Linked DNA regions of Anser cygnoides: region 2 is linked to region 1. Evidence: chromatin contacts called from public Hi-C data. All regions are on one chromosome and are shown on one strand. The core of a region is the stretch at or near the end of the contact, and the rest is flanking DNA. Distances in the headings are between cores, read along the strand shown. Region 1 has its middle 6.4 kb from the start of HECTD2. Region 2 has its middle 43 kb from the start of KIF20B.

Evidence for each region. A called contact is a pair of places that touch in the nucleus more often than the background predicts.
Region 2: a contact with region 1 is called in a Hi-C map of granulosa cells, with 1.6 times the contacts expected there. The contact joins two enhancer-like sites. A contact is called at or near these places in 2 of 7 Hi-C or Micro-C datasets (granulosa cells and liver).

Annotation. Positions count from the first base shown.
Region 1 is chr7:17,635,229-17,641,508 of Taihu_goose_T2T_genome, forward strand. No RefSeq gene overlaps it. Among named protein-coding and RNA genes, the nearest start is that of HECTD2, 6.4 kb to the left of the region's middle. Within about 2 kb of position 2,748, at least 1 of the 3 cell types and tissues checked has open chromatin away from gene starts, as enhancers often do.
Region 2 is chr7:17,989,090-17,995,369 of Taihu_goose_T2T_genome, forward strand. No RefSeq gene overlaps it. Among named protein-coding and RNA genes, the nearest start is that of KIF20B, 43 kb to the right of the region's middle. Within about 2 kb of position 2,987, at least 1 of the 3 cell types and tissues checked has open chromatin away from gene starts, as enhancers often do.

The sequences.
Region 1 (6,280 bases), core at 1,498-3,997:
AGTACTTTTTCTTCCTTATCATACTCTGAATATCTTACACACTTCCTAGTACAAAAATATTTGGACCTTCAGCAGATGTGTGCTTTATGAGATGGACCCTGAGTGGGCGCAAGGGGAAGCACAGGATGGCTGAAACATTGAAAGGGGAAGCAAAAGCTGGAGACAACCCATTTCCTCTCTATGGGAGTAGGAGAGAGATAAATGGTTGGGAGTTTTCCAACACAACAGGTTTTCGGCAAAACATTTCAGTTTCAACAGAAAGACCTGATTCATTGAAATAGAAATGTTTTACAAAAAAGCATCTTTTTCAGTGACCTTTTAACAGAACTCAGGCAGGATGCCACTGAAACCCACCCGTTACTCTGCCGACTCAGTTGGAGGCCTCACCATACGTGCCATGTGAATCATGTCAAAATCAGAGACCACACGACTTCTGAACTCCCGAGCTGCTCTACCCTCCCATGCCACCTGCCCACATCACCTTCTAGGGAAGATGGAAGTCCATGTCTGCCCACAAGTCATACCTGGTCCAAGACATCCTCAGGGTTCATAAGGATGATCCCAGTCTTGCCTGACCTCCCTTGTTGGCAGCTGTCCTTTTCCCTTGAAGTTGGACTAAGGCGTAAATTTTTGAAATTTTGTCCTACGGAATCCAAATGATTGTAAATCCATCTGCCATTGTTGACAAGCTAGTCGATTCATGGTTAGTATTCTTGCTGGGAAGAGGAATTTATGTCAAGCTTGAGCTTGTCTTAGTCTACCTTTTCATCCCTGGATCAGGTGCCTTTACCTGTAAGGCAGAAAAGCTCCCTCTTTTCCAGGGGCACGTGCACAAGGTGCACTCAAGCTCTCTCCAGCTAAGTCTGCATAATTTCCCCTACGATGAACATTAGATGTACTGATCTAAGGTCTCGCTTACCTTTTGTCTATTCTCCTCTGTTCAGAATTTTTTTAAAGAGTTTACAAACATTTAGGAAAGTGGTGCAGAGACCTCCTCAGCTAATTCATCTGAGGCACTTAATGCAAATTACTGAGGTGTTGTTTTGACTCATCAGATACTCAGTTATACCTTTCTCTTTTGTAAATGGTAAAGTTTTGGTTGAAGATGCATCATCCGACGGGATACATCCTTCTTGTGCTTGCCTAGTACACAGAAAGAAAAGCTAATACGCAGTTCTGCCTTTTCAGCCTCATTACATTTGCATTTCAGGTTCCTCGTCATCACTGGCTGGTGCAATACAGTATTTGTACCAGCAAACTGTAAAAGGCTTGTGGTCACTGGTGCCTAGGCAACAGCTGATTTTTTAGGTCAGTGATTAACCCTTTTTTTTTGTCTACTGGAGCAAGCTGAATATTAAATTACCCCTTGCCAGGGAACAGGACCTTTGGGTTGAAAGAAATCATTGGCCTATATTTTTAGAAACACAGTGGATATTTTAGTGATGTCCAGAGTTAGGTTATCTGTGATAACTCACTGGATGCAAACGCTAGGAGAGACTACTAGAGAAAAATTCACCAAGCGAAGAGAGTGAACTTAGAAACTACACGACTTTTATTAGGGTTTCTCTTTTTCTCTCCTGAAAAGTGGTGTTAGTTAGGAATGGCTTTTGTCCTGACTATATTTTAATCACCATATTCAATCTTTAAACTTCAGTCTTCAGTTAACTTCACTTGAAATCTTATGAGACATAGCAGTAGGATAATCTTCCCCCAGGGACTGCAAGGGACAAAAGCCGAGGCTAGGAGATACCATCTGTCTTTGTCATGTCCAACCTGGAAATTATTTTTAAATGGTATAGAGGCAGATACTAGACACAGGATTTTAGCCTGTTTCTATTCAAACATGAAATAGTAATAATAATAAAGTATACCATGCTAAAGAGGAGATGGTCTGAGGCAGTATGTAATTTTTAATTCAGAAAGTTGCTTGTATACCTTTGTCATCATACAACTCATAAAATTAAAAAATACTAATTAGAATTAAGATTGCTGTTCAGTGTGGCTTTGCAGACCTTTGTATACTTCCTGGGCTATGTGACCAGCCTGATCTGCTTTAAAAAAGTGAACGTCCATGAACTGAAGCAATAGTGGGAGGTAAAAGGTAAATCATTTCAATCTGCTTGTCCTCTCTGCTTCTGAGGCTGAGCAGAAAGGAGCAGAGCCGGGAGAAGGTCGGCGGAGGCCGAGGCTGCAGCTGCCTCCAGCATCTAGCCCAGGCTGCAGACCAGGGCTCGCAGTGAGCACAGAGAAATGTTCGGGTTTTGAGCCTCGAAAATAAGAAGTGTGGGATCGGGTTAGGTATGCAGTTCTTTGCACATCTTGGAAACTGTTAGGGCAGATGACAGGGCTACAGTTCACCTCGTAGGGTGATTTACTGTGGCAGGACTAAGAGCTGGGTGCTTGAAGGCTGCTGAGCATTTCATACCTTTAATGCATTATCTGGTGTTCCCTCTGTAATGTCGGAATGTGACCGGCTTCGTCGTGTTTCCTATTTCTTTTTAAAGACAATAACTAACTTTTATAAATGGAAGTCCAAGCAACTTGCAGTGGCCTTGAATCTCGCAGGGAAGAAGGGACGGGCAGCCCCAGAACACTGACTAAAATCAGAGGGGTGGGTCAGATACTGCCCCCACCCTCAGAAAGGCACAGTTCTTGCTGGTGAAATCTGCCTTGCGTTTCAGGCTGCTCTGTAAAGTAAACCAGCCCTGCTCGTTTTGTGTTGCTACAAGCCTCCGGGAACCCAAAGCGTAGGGGGGCCTCTGCTGCTGGATGCTGGTAGGGCTGTCGCTGCAGTGGAGCAAGCCCTGAGGATGTTTCTCCCCAGATCCTGCTCCTCACACGCAGCTGCAGGCAGGTGTGGATCCACCTGCAGCTCTGCCTTACAGCCGCCTGCGGGACACGTCCTCGGGCAGCGCAGGCTCTGGCACCAGCAGCTCCCTGTTCTCTGACTAACTTCTTTCACAGAAATACTCATCTTCAACCAAAACTTGCTCCATCCTAAACAGCCTCTATTCCAGTAAACCTCCTTTTCAAACTTAAAGCACAAAGTCCCATCGGTGTGTGTGGAACAAAAGGAGTGATGCTAACACAACTAAATATAATGGCAACTGAGTTTACTTACTAAATGAACAAATAATGCTGTTTTGCTTCTGTGGTTTTCAATCATCATGTTCAGAGGAAATGTTCACCCAGTGGTTAATAATCATGTTTTCTGCCCTTGTCCCATACAGAATTCCTCTATAAAAGAAATAGAATTCCTCTATAAAAGAAGTGGTGTTTAACTTGAGTGGTAGAAACTTTGTAAAAGCAAAGCATTGTTCTAGATAATAGCACTGCTGTATATGACCTCTTCCCGAGTAGTTCTCTTTTAAGAAATGTTTCCTATTTGTACTTTACCCGCACTTACTCTCCTTAAAATAAATAAATAAATAAATAAAGCTTACAAAATTGCTCACAAAGATCTTCCCCTCTGCATAACCTTGTAGACCCTCACTGGGTCTGTAGACCCACGCTATGTGGAGTCCCCAAGACACAAAGCAAAGGAGTAAAGAATCCTGGCATTAAACACTTCTCGTGTGTAGATAAGAGATACTGAAACTAACAGCTATACCAGGTCCCTCTATAAATTATTACTAGTCTTGAAACTCAAAACTCTCTTCCAAAAATAAACCTGAAGGCTTTTTTTCTTGAGAGTGGCTTCATCTCACAGTGTCATTGGCCAGTGCCGGTGTGTGAGCAGAGCATCACTTCCCTTTTCCATCTGGGTGATGGAAGGGGCTCATCCCGTTCCTCCACCTTGCACTCTCTGACCTCTCTGGAAGAAGAAGTGAGCAGAGGGGAGGTGTTGCGGAGCTTCCTGTAGACCTCTGACCCGTGGAAGAGGCAGATAGCAAGATGGGTGCAGATCTGCCCTGTGCTGTGAAGCACAGAGGGGTGAGGAAGTGGCTGTGCATATAGCACCATCTCCCGTATTTTCAGCTGATACTGCAGAATGCACTGTTACTGAGTACAGAGGTGTCTGATTTACTGGAGATCACAGCAGGAGTACAGACTCCTTCCCAAAACAGTGCTGCCAAGTTATAATGTCATTTGTATTCAGCTAAGTCGTTCTATTTATAATAACCTTTCAGATGACCCAGTCATATACTTGGTGCAGCACTTCTAAAGAAGGTGATTACTTTCTGTCTTTCCAGCGTATGAGGTAGTGTACTATATAAATACTGCAGCTTAACTACCGTCTATTTAGAATGTCAGTTAGGATCAGGTAGTGTTTATAAACTCTGGATTTTTCACAGTTTTTATCCAGGACTTTTCAAATTTGCATCAGGCTGAAACTTGGCATGTAAGCTGTCAGCACAGATGCTAATTTTATTCCAAAAAGTGTGTTAAAGCTATTAAAGGTGTCAAATGGCTTATTTATGCAGTAGTTGCAGATGTCTTAGTTTTTTGGCTCTTTTAACTATATAAAAGCTTACCGTATCACCTTCCTCCCTCCCTCCATTCTCTAACCCTACAGCCCTGATCAGTGAGGAATAAGACAGGTAATAGCACTGTAGTAATAACCCAAGGGCAGTGTCCCTTGACAAAATTTGTTAGTAACACTCATTTGTGGTGAAATAGAACTATCCTTGTGTATTCACCATAAGGGAAAAAAAAAAAAAAAAAGACAAAACACCTGAAGTGAGTACAACAATACCAAAAGTGATGACATATTGCTGACAAAATCCTCAGCACCATGGAGGGCCTCTAATGCTCCCATGTAGGCAAGGAAGAGCCTCCTCTGAGTGATTGCTGCAGGGCACTGCTCTACATCCACAATCACATTTACTGAGTATTGAAGTCCAAGGCATCACAGTTAAGAAAACAGATCTATGCCAACAAATGTTACGTTCAGCGATCTACAACACTGTTTGAATGGCCAAAAACTGCCCCTCACATAATAAACCAGACATATAACCACAGGTAAAGCAAATTGCTCCATTTCGCACAGGTAAAAAAATGTCTTCTGCCGCATTCTGAAGTTATCAAATCTGAGTTCTAGTAGGCTAGCAAATGAAATCAGGAGATTATAAAATATGGGACAGGGTGCCCTGCCGACAGTGGCAGAAGAGGGCAGGTTAGTGTAAACATGTTGTACACCCTGCTCGCTTTCTTTTCTGAGCACCTTGGAAGACAGGAGGGGAGAGAGAACACAGCTAACGAGGTCCCATCTGGTCAGGGACCTGCCTCAAGCGCAAGTTTCCATTCGTAGCAAATGGAGGCAATACACACATGATTATTTGCAAACATGTTTAAATGTAAATCGAAAGTGCCCCCTATTATGATGTGTAGGTTTTAATTAATTTTCTAGATTTTAAGAATACTTACAGGATACAAAGATTTTGATGAGGCTTCAGTTCAACTTACTCATTTAATATGATCTTAAATTCATAAGTATATTTTTTTCCAGTGAGCAATTTACTCTTGTTAGAAGCACTTCTGCCAATACAAGGTAATGTGCATGATTACTTCTTTATTCTGTCCCTTTTGGGAGGAACACTCCATCTGTTTGTTAAACAAAGAGAATTTACCAAAATGGTTAGACAAATATATATTTTTGAAATTTAGATTCTTTAGTTCCACTGAATTTAACTAGCCACAAATATGAATCAAGGCCAGTCACAAGATTATAAATTTGGAGCATTTGCTCATACATAATGCAATATTCTCACTACTCTTTCTTTTTCCTCTGAAAAATGACAGAATTTCAACATTCATTGGCTATTCCTCTTTACAGAGCTATTCATCAATACCTTTTCCTGTAAGAATTACTCTATATTATGTTCAGGTGCATCAGAATAATAAGTAACAACACCATATCAAGCTCTACTCAGTGGCCAAGATTTAGCAATGCACACCTACGGTAATCATGACATGCAAACATTTCTGTCCTTCCTGTAAGAACAAAGCAATGCAAAGAACCTGAGTTAATTTCTTTGGGTTTCAGACAGCTGTGGATGAGAACTAATTTATGGTCAGGTTTTGAAATCATGCCAGCAGGAGCTTGCTTTTCAAACCAATGCTCCAGTATACTGTTAGGAAGGTCACATATCTCATGTCATCATTTGATGGGAACCTTGTCAGGAGGTCTCCTCCCCTCCTGCTACAGCTGTCCTTGTGAAATAGCAAACAATTTCTGGTCATTATGTACTCCGTGAATTATTTCTTTAAAAGCTTATTTACAGAAAACTCAGGGATCCACTTTCTTAACACTACAGCCCTAGAGGTTGAGCCAAATCAT
Region 2 (6,280 bases), core at 1,737-4,236, 350 kb after region 1:
TCTCCCAGTGAGGAAACACCAGAATCCGTGGTTGTAACATTCATTTCAGAGAAGAAGGTTATGACCAGAAGTGTGCAGAGCACAGTTTGAGACCTCCAAGCACCTCCCACGTTTAGAAGTCAAATCATATTTCTACAAGGTCTAAATAATTGATCAAAAAAAGTAACATTACATTAAATACTGAGTCTGGTAGAGCTGGGATTAAATGCAGGTAATTTCATTCTGCTTACAACTGAGCAACAGAGAGCTCAGAGACTCTGCAGAAATGACAAGTGAACAAACTTCTCTGTTCCTTTGCTGACTGTTGAGCAGTGCCCATGGCCAGCCTTTGGGTGACAGCACTGTCACAGCTCAGAGGGCTGTAGCTAAAGAGCCACCGCTGTCTAGTTAGCAAACACCTAGTAGCAAAAGAGCAGCACTGAAAAGTTAGGTAGAAATGATGCCTCTCTTGACCTCATCGCCTTGCAAAGCCTAAGCTCAGATGGAACCTAGTGATGGCACACTGTCTTAAAAAGTTGTCAACAGCTTTGAGAGATAATTTAAGTTAAAATGGTTAAGTGTCAAATGCTGTGAAAGTGATAGAACTGCTATATTAAATTCTTTATTTTTTTTTAATTAAGCAACTTGTTTTCCCCAGCTGTTGTGCATTATGAAAACACACAGAAGTAAGTCAAGTCTGAGACTCACCAAACACCCTATATGACATTTTGTAAAAGGTCAGTTATGTAGCAGCAAACCACATAAGATTGTAGTAAATGTACAACTACTTTTTTTGCACAGCGGAAGCCAGCAATTAGGCTGTTCTCATAGTAAAAATGCTATTTTAAAAATAGTGCTTCTGTGGTGTAATTAAATGTGTCTTGAAGTGTCCAATACTGATGTTAACATCTCCTGGAACAAGTAGTTCACTCTCACCCCTCCAATGCCTTTGCCTCTAATGTCACGTGGTCAATAACTTGCAGTCTTCTGGAACAGAAATATTTGCAAATAATTTGCAAGTTGCAACTGATCAGTCACCGATCATTTCAAGTCATAGTGTTTCATTTTGCAATTTGGTCATGAGACATTCTGCTGTACAATTTGGTATTTTTAGGTTGTAAAATAACCCAAAGTTTGTTTCTCAGGAGAGTCCTTATTCACTCAAAAACAAAACAAGTTTATAGCACTTAAAACATGCTTGAAGTCCCTCTAGAGGAACCGTTTTTGTTTTGTGTCAACATCTCTGGGGAAAAATAAAAATCCAACTTACTGTAAATCTCTAAGTATTAAAATCAGCAATTCCAGAAACAGACTCTTCCTTAGAGAAACTGATATCCTATGCTTTCTCTTAAACCTTGGAGGACCTCTATTTCTGCCTAATGAATTTTTTCAGTGTGAATTTCTCTTGTAAGAAAGATAAAGGATTAGTGCATAAACTCCTCTGAAATGTTAGCCTGCAGCAAGAGATGAACAGGCTACAGTAGGCATCAGTACATACGAACCAATTCTTTATCTCAACCCTGAAAACCACAGTTTTAAGTTTTCACTGAAATGATCTAGAGGTATAATCAGTTTATGATAAATAACATTTTCTGTTATTAAAATTGACAAAAACAATGGGGAAGACAAAACCTAGCAGTGTTTGACTAGAGAAACAGATAAGACGCAATATCGGTAGGGAACTGAAGGGCTTATCTTGATAGTGGTGTTCTGGTAGTCTTCTGCTGCGGTTTCTGATGCTTGCATGTGTGTACATAATACTACACAGCTGAAACAAGGCTAAAGGCCTTATTTATGTGCCTGTGAGACAGTGTGCTTGCTGATAGCTTCTGACAGACTTGGTAAATGGTTTCACTTTATGGGACTTCACAGAATTTAATGATGAAACTGATGCCACTTCTGTAAACATACAGCTGTCATTAATAATTCTGCACTTCTCTGAGAGAAGTTTGAGGAGGAAGTCTTAAAGGTTGTTACAGTTACAAACACATTTACCTGGGAACAGCACTAGACATTCATTTAACAATTTCACCTATGGACTTCTCTTGAGCTTGCACATCTGGCTTTACAAGCCAAGGTAGGCTTTGAAAAGTGTGCAGCATTATTTTAACTGCTCCAATTGGAATTAGCAGCAAGAAATCCTATTCCTATTGGCTTCCACAGAAGATTGAGGTCAACTCTGAAATTCCTCCCTCTCCATGAAATCCTGCTGTGAGAAACCATACAATAGAAAAAAAAATAATTTAAGGTTTCTTGTAGAAGCCAGATGGACCACAGATGGAATGTGGTACTGAACCAGCAGCAAATCAGGTGCTGAAGGAAGCTCAGCTTTATTACAGTCACTGGCTATGAATTATAGCTGGATAGGAATTACATGCTTGCAGTAAAATGAAGAAGAATATAGAGCCTTTGGTTACTCTGTGCATCTGCTCAAACAGTTGAATTTTCTGAATATATACAAGAAAACTGAAAAAAAAATTAAAGCATTGTACACGCTAGGTGCCAGTATAGGGATGTTCAGAGGGTAGTCCAGCTTTTGACTTTAGATGGTTCAGAAGAACTTTGATTACATACTTTTCAATTAATTCAAGTAAAGGAAGCAGCACAGAAACCTAAATTGGTGAACTACATATTGAAACCTAACATTAGCAGTACAATTCTAAGTAGGGTGGGTACGTGAAGGTAACAGATATTTTATGGTTGAAGAACTGTAGAACATGCATCTCCAGCAGTGACAGAGGTATGACACTGAAACCGCTGCAACAGAGATTCTCACCACAGCTGACAAACTCAGAAGCTGAGGAATTTACCACCATGAGGGATTTACCACTACCAACAGTGCAAGTCAGCACCCCTTCAGCTCCTTCAGGGGAATCACAGCACTACATCATGGAGCAGGCCTCACCTGGCCTGTGCTGAAAACTGCGGAGTCCCAGACTTCTGCAGCCTTCCAGACTTTTAAGTGTCTGACATGAAATGTGTCCTGAAGAAGAAAATCATATATAACAGAGCTGTATGCTTAGTGGTGGTGCGCACGTGTAATATTCATTGCAGTAGGGAAAAACTGTTGAAGTAGGTCTTTTAGTAAAGAGATGGAATATATTTCACCAACATCTCGTTCTGCACTTTCTACAAAACTTGGTTAAGCGTGATGGGAAGTGGATTAGTTAACAAAAACCAACAAACGACAAAAAACACGTTTCTGCCCTCCCTCCCCTCCCAGCTAAGGATCGCAGTTGCAAGCGCCGAGGCGAAGCAGAGTGCCTCAGCGCCATCTTGTGGGGACGGCGCTGTTGTAGGGAAGGCTCGAGTTAACCGGGCCTGCAGATGCACGTACTCACCCAAGCAGGCACATTTTTTCTTGATTTTGGTTCTTTCACAGCACTAATCAAGTTGCAAGAACATTCAAGTACTTGCATGTTATAGGAAACTATCCTGTGACTGAAGAAACACCCCCAAAATACTCTGCTTCTCAGAGAAGCGAGCAAAAAAAAAAAAAACTAAATCCATGCTCTAACTTCTGGAGAGTTACCCTCATTTAGTGAACTGTCTGATCACATTGCCACTGCTCCTCCCTGTTTTCTTTTGCCAAAGGAAAGCCTGAGATCTATGAAGTAGTGCCTTCCAGTAGAATTAGCCTTCCAGAAGGCTTTGCTATGACCATAATCAGGGTGCCACGAGGAGGGGAAAAACGAAAATCGTTCATCCCCCAAATTAGCCAAAGTTAAGCAAGGAATAGTCTTTTCAAGATGTGACTTACCCATTGAAAAAATTAGACAGCCTGATACAACTATAACACATGCTATTTTCTAAGCATTATCCCCTATAGCATGACATGCTTGAAAGGAACTATTCAGTGACAGACATGTTCAGGAACATTTATTAAAACAAACTGCTTGATCAATTGTTGGAAGCTTATTCTCTCTGAAAAAAATGTGTTTTTTTTTTCTTTTTCCAGCCAATATCAGGTATTATTTCACAGTGTTGCATCACTTGCTGTGTGAACACTTACTTTGTAACATGCACTTAATGACCAAATACTATAACAGCTCCTTTGCAACCTTTGAAAGTAATTTTTCTTCCTAGGAGAGAGGTGTATGCTGACAGGTGATTTAAAGTGGCTCCAGCTTGCTGCTGCTCACATAAAAATGGTATTTCACTACCTTCAAATTTAAAACTAAATTGAGAGATCGAGAGACAATAGTGTGCCTGTACAAAACACTTAGCAGAACTCTGGTGTTAAATCTGAAATTGAAATGTTCCACACTACATAAGTTTCCTTCTTTGTATGGGAAACAACAAAAAGTGAGGCTAAGCTTGTTATTGAAGTTACAGTGATCTAAGCTTATTCTTCCTGGGAAAAGGAAACTTCATTTTAAGTATCAGAATTTCTCAATACATGAAAACAATCAATACCAAACTACATTGTCTTATTTCAGATAGTTCTAGAAACTAGATCTCCTCAAATTTGGAAAAAAAATAGGGGAAGTTACTATTGCTACCCCAAGAGACTTTCCTTTGTGCGATTTGAGTTCTCTTAGGATATCAGTACTGCTTGACCCAGTTTCATAGTTAGAAGCTCTTCTCCTCTTCAGCTGATGCACAAGATGCATCACACAACACCGTTGGGTTATGCCTTCCTGCAGATGGAAAAGTTCAGGAGACAACAAGGAAGATTTAAATATCAGATGTCTTCTCTTTACTCCAAGCCAAACAATTAAGTTGAACAGAAAGGTTAGAATAAATGAAGAGGTATATTCATGCTCAGCTTTTACTTAACTACAGTATTTATCAGCAAAAGTCAGAAGACGAAGATGTTCTAAAACACCTTTTTGCTTAGTCCTCCAGAAGAGGAGCTGAAAGGAGGATGATGTCAAGCCAGCTATAATCCTGGCTAAGAAAAGGTATTTCCTGTTACTTCCAAAGAATTGAAAGTGAACATTTTGATATATTATAGCATCAAACAAGTGCTTTCCTAGTGGTTTTTTTTTTTTTTTTTTTTTTTGAAAACATCACATTTTTACAGTCACATACTTCCTCCTCATGAGGGAACTGATAATCCTGACATGGACAATGGAGTACACAGAGCATGATTCATTTTCTAGGCTAACATATAGGCTCAACCTTCAACAGCTTGTAGGAAGTAAGTACAAAAATCATTATCCCTTGACCAAAGAAAGCAAAGAGAACGTGTTACCTCTGCAGATATTAGAAATTCCTAATCATGAAGTATGATGACCACATCTACACTTATGAATTTAATTCAGTGCAGTTTTTACAATTACAGAGGCTATCCTAGCAATAAAATACCCTAGAGTAAGTGAAATAGACAAATATTAAAATTGTGTGCATAAGTACAGGTACTGTAATGCTCAGTACTCAGTGAATATGTTAGAAACACCTATTCAAATGGCTTCCAGAAAGAACAGCTTTCTTTCTGGAAAAATATAGCTTCCATATAGCTCAGCAACACTGTTGAGCTTCTAATACTAAGTACGAGAATTTAGAAAAGTTGACAATACAGATGGTGAAATGCAGTAGAATTCCTGAAGGTTGTAGTAGCTTGACTTAGTTAATAGCATCAGTATTCTAGTTAGATGCACAGATGACTAAATTGCAATTTAACAGAGCAATTAATTGAAATAAAGTTGTCACTTGCTTTTTTTTTTTTTACCCACAAAAGCTAAAAGAATAAATTATTTGAAACTATGAAACTTTACATTTGGTAGGGGGAAGAACAAACACTATCAATCGGCAATTTCAGAGATGTCAAGTGGCTGAAGGTATTTCAATTACTTCCCACACATTTCAATCAATAAAAAAATCATACATCCAAAAATCAAGTAATGTAACATCCTTCCAATCCTGCATTTTACCTTGTAAATATATATTTTTTCTTTTTTGGGGGGGGGGTTAAAACAAGAGCTATAAGCCTCTGATGATTTAATGAGGAGCAATCAAGTTGTCTTTCAAAGCAACATGACGGAATATGAATCTCACTACAGGCAAGCACAAGGTTACACACAATGGAAGGAACAACCCAGCTAAACAAGCACACACTGATGGGTTCTAAAATTAACTGAAATTATTCAGGAAAAACAAGTTAGGGGTCAAGATGCACAGCTGACTGAAAACATCTGCTAAACATGGAATAATGCAGATGAAATATTGAGAAAGACAAAGAATAAACATGGCAAGTACACCCTATTGTATAAGAGTGTTACATGACTTGACTTTGTATATTTACTATGCCTCCAGCTATGACACTTGTCTAAAAATCAGTAACATCTACCTCAGGTAA